2 separate regions of the Mus musculus genome follow, and region 1 is linked to region 2. The links are chromatin contacts, called in public HiChIP or PLAC-seq maps. All regions are on one chromosome and are shown on one strand. The core of a region is the stretch at or near the end of the contact, and the rest is flanking DNA. Distances in the headings are between cores, read along the strand shown. Region 1 has its middle 330 kb from the start of Gm25833. Region 2 has its middle 71 kb from the start of Gm24911.

Region 1 (2,700 bases), core at 131-2,630, 320 kb before region 2:
GTAGTACCAATCACAAATCTATCATTGTGCCTCATGCTGATATTTAGGAGGGGCTTGGACTTCTGATCCTCCTGAGCCGAAGTTTTCTGTTATAAATGGGAGTATCCTTGAGAAGCCGGTCTGCTCTCTCTGAAGATATTGAATTTTCTGGGTCGTCAGCTCTCAAAGTCTCTGTCAAATAAATGTGCTCAGGGCAGTTTAATAGTAGTGGGCAAATGCATGAAAACATTGTGGAGGCTTGGTAGATCAAGAGACTGGGTGCCTCTTTCTATTATTCTCATTGTTATAGTAGGTCTCAGGACTAAGCATGGCTACCTTGACTAGATAAATGTGTGATTGTACTACCCCCTGCTGGAGAGATGGGTAATGTTTCACAGATACTATATTGCAATGGGGATACATCAAGTAAAATAATTTAATTCATCATTATTATGAGCCAAAACGTCATTGGACAAATATATTATATCAAACAACCTAAGCTGAAAGGGTCTCAGAAAATTACATTCATATAAAGTGGGACAGGATCATCTAATATAAAGGTATTTAATAAAATACTGTTGAACATCTCTTGAACTTCATTATATGTGCTATATTACAATTTAATGTTGCTTTGAGGTGGAGATTGTTGCCACTACTCAGTGGCAAGGATGCATTTACAATTATAAATTGTAAATTGATTTCTATTGACCATACCAACTTTCAGAAAATAATAAAGAAAAATTCATTTGAACCAATTAAAATCATATCATAGGGAATTGACAACCGAGTATAAATGTTTACAAATAATTGTGTGTCCACAAAACACTAAATCTGAAAGGTTAAAATATTTTCCTATTTCATACTATGAGAAATAGGACTAGCTATGAGTAAAAGTGCAGCGCCAAGAAAAATCTCTATAAATCCTTGCAATTTCTATGTCTATTGGAAATGTCAGGTTTTTGTTTCTTGCCAAACTTCATTAAAAGGCAAAAATCAATGAACACTGGGAAAATATATCATTCAAATAAAAATTTAAGATTTAAGTCAATTAGCATAAAATAAAATGACTTTATGATTATTTATATTGTTATTAAGTCAGATTATGTCATACTAAACATACCCTTGAAGTATAGGACTTTGTCTGCTGTATTACTTTGAGTCATCCAAATATAAAGCTTGTTTTGAAAATAGCATAAAATTGTGTAAATATCCTATGAGATTAAGGACAATGTAAGGTGGAATAAAAAATGGATTTCATGTCCTTTTGGTCTATATGTTTCCAAACTAGAATTGCAGTTTAAACTGTTTCTGAATTATTCCAGCTGAGTGAGGTGAGGGGCCCTGTATGCTTGCACCTGAAACCGCATCTGCACATGACAATTTCAGTCAAAATGTACTGATCTTCCTGTCCCAGTACAATCATGTTTGAGTTTCATATATTACCGGAAACACTAATCTAAACATAGTAGTCAAGCATTAGTGAAATGCTAAAGTTAGCAGTCTTCTTCATAGTGTACTTGATACATACATGAGTGCACAGCTTGTTTTCTCTTCTTTCTTTCTTTCTTTCTTTCTTTCTTTCTTTCTTTCTTTCTTTCTTTCTTTCCTTCTTCTTCTTCTTCTTCTTCTTCTTCTTCTTCTTCTTCTTCTTCTTCTTCTTCCTCTTCTTCTTCTGTTGATTTTGTTTGTTTGTTTTGTTGTTGTAGTTGTTCCTTATACCTTCCCTCTGCCCTGCTGCCCTACCCACCCACTCTTGCTTCTTGGCCCTGACATTCCCCTGTATTGGGGCATGTAAAGTATGCAACACCAAGGGGCCTCTCTTCCCAGTGATGGCCGACTAGGTCATCTTCTGCTACATATGCAGCTAGAGATACAAGCTCTGGAGGTAATGGTTAGTTCATATTGTTGTTCCACCTATAGGGTTGCAGACCCCTTCATCTCCTTGTGTGCTTTCTCTAGCTTCTCCATTGGGGGCCCTGTGTTCCATCTTATAGATGACTGTGAGCATCCACTTCTGTATTTGCCAGGCACTGGCATAGCCTCATACAAGACAGCTATAACAGGGTCCCTTCAGCAAAATCTTTATGGCATTGTGCAATAGCATCTGAGTTTGGTGGCTGATTATAGGATGGATCTCCGGGTGGGCTAGTCTCTGGATAGTCCATCCTTTCATCTTACCTCCAAACTTTGTCTCTGTAACTCCTAACGTGGGTACTTTATTCCCTGTTTTAAGGAGGAATGATGTATCCACCCTTTGGTCTTCCCTCTTCTTGATTTTCTTGTGTTTTGTAAATTGTATCTTGAGAGTTCTGTTTTTGGACTTATATCGACTTATCAGTGAGTGCATATCTAATGACTTCTTTTGTGATTGGTTTACATCACTAAGGATGATATCCTCCAGGTACCTCCATTTGTCCAAGATATTCATAAATACAGTGTTTTTAATTGCTGAGTAGTACTCCATTGTGCAAATGTACCACAATTTCTGTATCCATTCCTCTGTTGAGGGACATCTGGGCTCTTTCCAGCTTCTGGCTATTATAAATAAGGCTGCTATGAACATAATGGAGCAGGTGTTCTTATTGCCAGTTGGAACTTCTTCAGGGTATATGCCTAGGAGTGGTATTGCTGGATCTTTCAGTAGTATTATGTCCAAATTTCTGAGGAACCTCCAGACTGACTCCTGAAAGCAATCTACAGATTCAATGCAATCCCCATCAA
Region 2 (2,700 bases), core at 88-2,587:
AACTAACATTTATAAATGTGAAGGAAAAAGTGAAATATTATCATTATATAAAAATACCAAACATCAAACGAATGGGGACACAGGAAAAATTACACAAAACAATCAGAAAATACTAACAGGAAAATAATAGGATGGTTACTGTGTATGCAGTTGGAATAAAACACGCAGTCAATATTGTTTTAAAAGGATAGATAAAAGGGAACCATTCCATTTTTCTGTCAGAAAAGAAACATTTCTTGAGAAGTAAAGACATACTTTTAATGAGTCATACTTTACAAAACAAAGGGAAAATAGAATCTGCAGTATTTATATGAACAAAATGAAATCTATTTAAAAGCATAAAATGTGACAAATGGTGAAATTTTTTATTAAAGGAGGCAGTTTTAATAAAGAATGGGCCTTAGTTTCCTGTCATCTTTACTAGATGCTGAATAACAAAGGCAGACAAGGCTGGTAGGATCAGAATGGGTTTTTACTCACCTTCATGCTCATCCATTGCTGGCTGTTAAGAGGACACCTGTTCACTAGTCTCCTAAGGCAGATGCAATATCATTGGTATTGCAGTTGATGAGGTTAAAAATAAATGCATGGCACTTAAACTGTAGACAATGATCTCATGTTCCAGAGCCCTCAGCTACAGCTAATAATCTGAAGGTCTCAGTACCTCTCCCTCTCACAAAGAACTAACATATTTGACACCTGGATTATAAAAGAAAGATTTTTTTTTAAGTTCTGGACCACTCTGGGAGGAACAAAAATATGTTACATGTGGTAATACACTTGTAAATTCCCATGCTGCATTCTCCTGATCTTGAATGTGAAATCTTACCTGATCCACTGCCACTGAACCTTGATTGGACTCCATCTTCCCAGTTAGTTGTCCCATACATCAAGGGCTAAGGAGATTTCCCTGGTTTCTGCTGGTACCAGCTTAAATAACTGCTAATGTCCTGACTTTCCTGGCCATTGAGACTGGTTGTCTCTCCCAGAGAGGCAGACATGGGAGATGGAGTCATCTGGACCTCACATCTAGCTCCTAGAAGAGGAGACATAATGAATATCCATATAGGTAAGCATGGTAAAAGAATACATTCCCCAAACATCAGTCAATACTAATCACAGTATAACAATGAAATCCCAATTTTAGTTTATTTTACCTGGAAACCAGAGCAACAGGATCCCATGAAACTGAGCAGAGGCCCTCATGTCCATGCTGAGTCCTGACTGCAGTGACAATGGCACAGAGTATGATGGTATATGAAGAAGTCCCCAAAGCTATGCATTGAGAACATGCAAATCATTGGGAAACAGATATAGTTGGGAACAGGTGCAGGACTTACTCATCTCAGCAGTTAGCACAAGTCCAGAGTCCCCAGACGCCTGAGGTCAAACCACTGTATGTCTCCAGAGAATGAATTTCTTTTAAAAGATTTAAAATTATACATGACATTTCTAATGTATGTACTCTCTAATTTGAACAACATACTTCAAAGATATACTGGGGTAATATAGAACAATATCCTTCTGTCAGGGAATACACAACAGATAAGAAACTATTAGATCTTTAACTCACTCAAATAATTCTGATTGGTTGAAAAATAGTATGTGTTCCCCTGTGAAGTATTTGGAGTAGGCATTTCTTGAAATTGAAAGGACAATTTATCATAACCACTTTCACTGAATTAAAACATGAGGTTTACAGCATTAACTTCGCTAACTACATTCAAAAAGAGGACCACAGCACATGGGAATATAACTCCTTGATCTGAGCAACCTGTGTCACTTGAAGTAATGACTCCATGTGAAGATGGAGGTGCTTTCATATATACTGACTAAATGGGTGCACCTTTTCCTCAGCTTCAGATCCTCCACAGGTTGGTTTTCTACTATTTACTACTCTTTCCCACAATTCCTCAGCATAAAGTGTTGACTAGTGAGGACAGACTTGAATACTGTCACAGAAAACACTGAGTCTTCATACACGGCTCTACTGTGTACTACAAATGATATTTTCACCTTTCATTCTTGAGCAGCGAATAGAGAAACTGTTCTTACTCAAGCAGCAATACCACTGTATGCTTGAAGCAACCTAAGGATTTCCTGAAGCTAGGGAATCCTTGGAATCTTTTAGAAACATATGTGTGAAAGGCCAGAGGTTGTGTCACAGAATTGCAGATGCCTAGGTATCATGACTCCAATGTATTGTTTCTGGTCCTGGATTGAAATAGAGTACAGTGGTAGAGGGTACATGAAGAAGAGAAGATTTTTTTTAAACATGAAAGAAATATACTATGACCCATAGTACTGCAGGCCAAGTGCTAAGGACAAAAACAAAACAAAATTAAAAAAAAAAAAAAAAGAAAAAAATTTTTTCTACACGGGCAATCTGTAGTTACTTCCATTCCTAACTAGCTGCAGTTTCTCATTCTCTTCCACTTCTTAATGTTTCCTAATGGTATATAAATGTACTTATGAATGAAATTTCAATATAGGCACTTAGGAAAACACTACAGATTCAACTCTAATACCACGTCTCTAGCCCCCAAATACTCATCTTCATTTTAAAATAAAAAAAAAAAAAGCAGAGTTAATTTTTGACTCTGGTAGTCCTTACAACTCCTGAATTTTTAAAAGTGAAGTCAAGGACCTGGGGCACAAGCCCCTTCCGCTCCACTCGAGCACCGGGGTACCTTGCCAGCG

Evidence for each region. HiChIP or PLAC-seq counts read pairs in DNA pulled down with a chosen protein or histone mark.
Region 1: a contact with region 2 is called in a RAD21 HiChIP or PLAC-seq map of pro-B cells, with 3 times the contacts expected there. The contact joins two enhancer-like sites. A contact is called at or near these places in 2 of 15 datasets of contacts at CTCF or cohesin (large pre-B cells and pro-B cells), 1 of 484 Hi-C or Micro-C datasets (cortical neurons) and 1 of 115 datasets of contacts at active chromatin or transcription factors (large pre-B cells).

The regions. Positions count from the first base shown.
Region 1 is chr6:68,199,286-68,201,985 of GRCm38.p6, reverse strand. It overlaps Igk. Among named protein-coding and RNA genes, the nearest start is that of Gm25833, 330 kb to the left of the region's middle. Within about 2 kb of position 1,380, at least 3 of the 459 cell types and tissues checked have an H3K27ac peak or open chromatin away from gene starts, as enhancers often do. A contact at or near this core is called in pro-B cells, where this site is marked.
Region 2 is chr6:67,874,523-67,877,222 of GRCm38.p6, reverse strand. It overlaps Igk and the pseudogene Igkv14-126-1. Among named protein-coding and RNA genes, the nearest start is that of Gm24911, 71 kb to the right of the region's middle. Within about 2 kb of position 1,337, at least 6 of the 459 cell types and tissues checked have an H3K27ac peak or open chromatin away from gene starts, as enhancers often do. A contact at or near this core is called in pro-B cells, where this site is marked.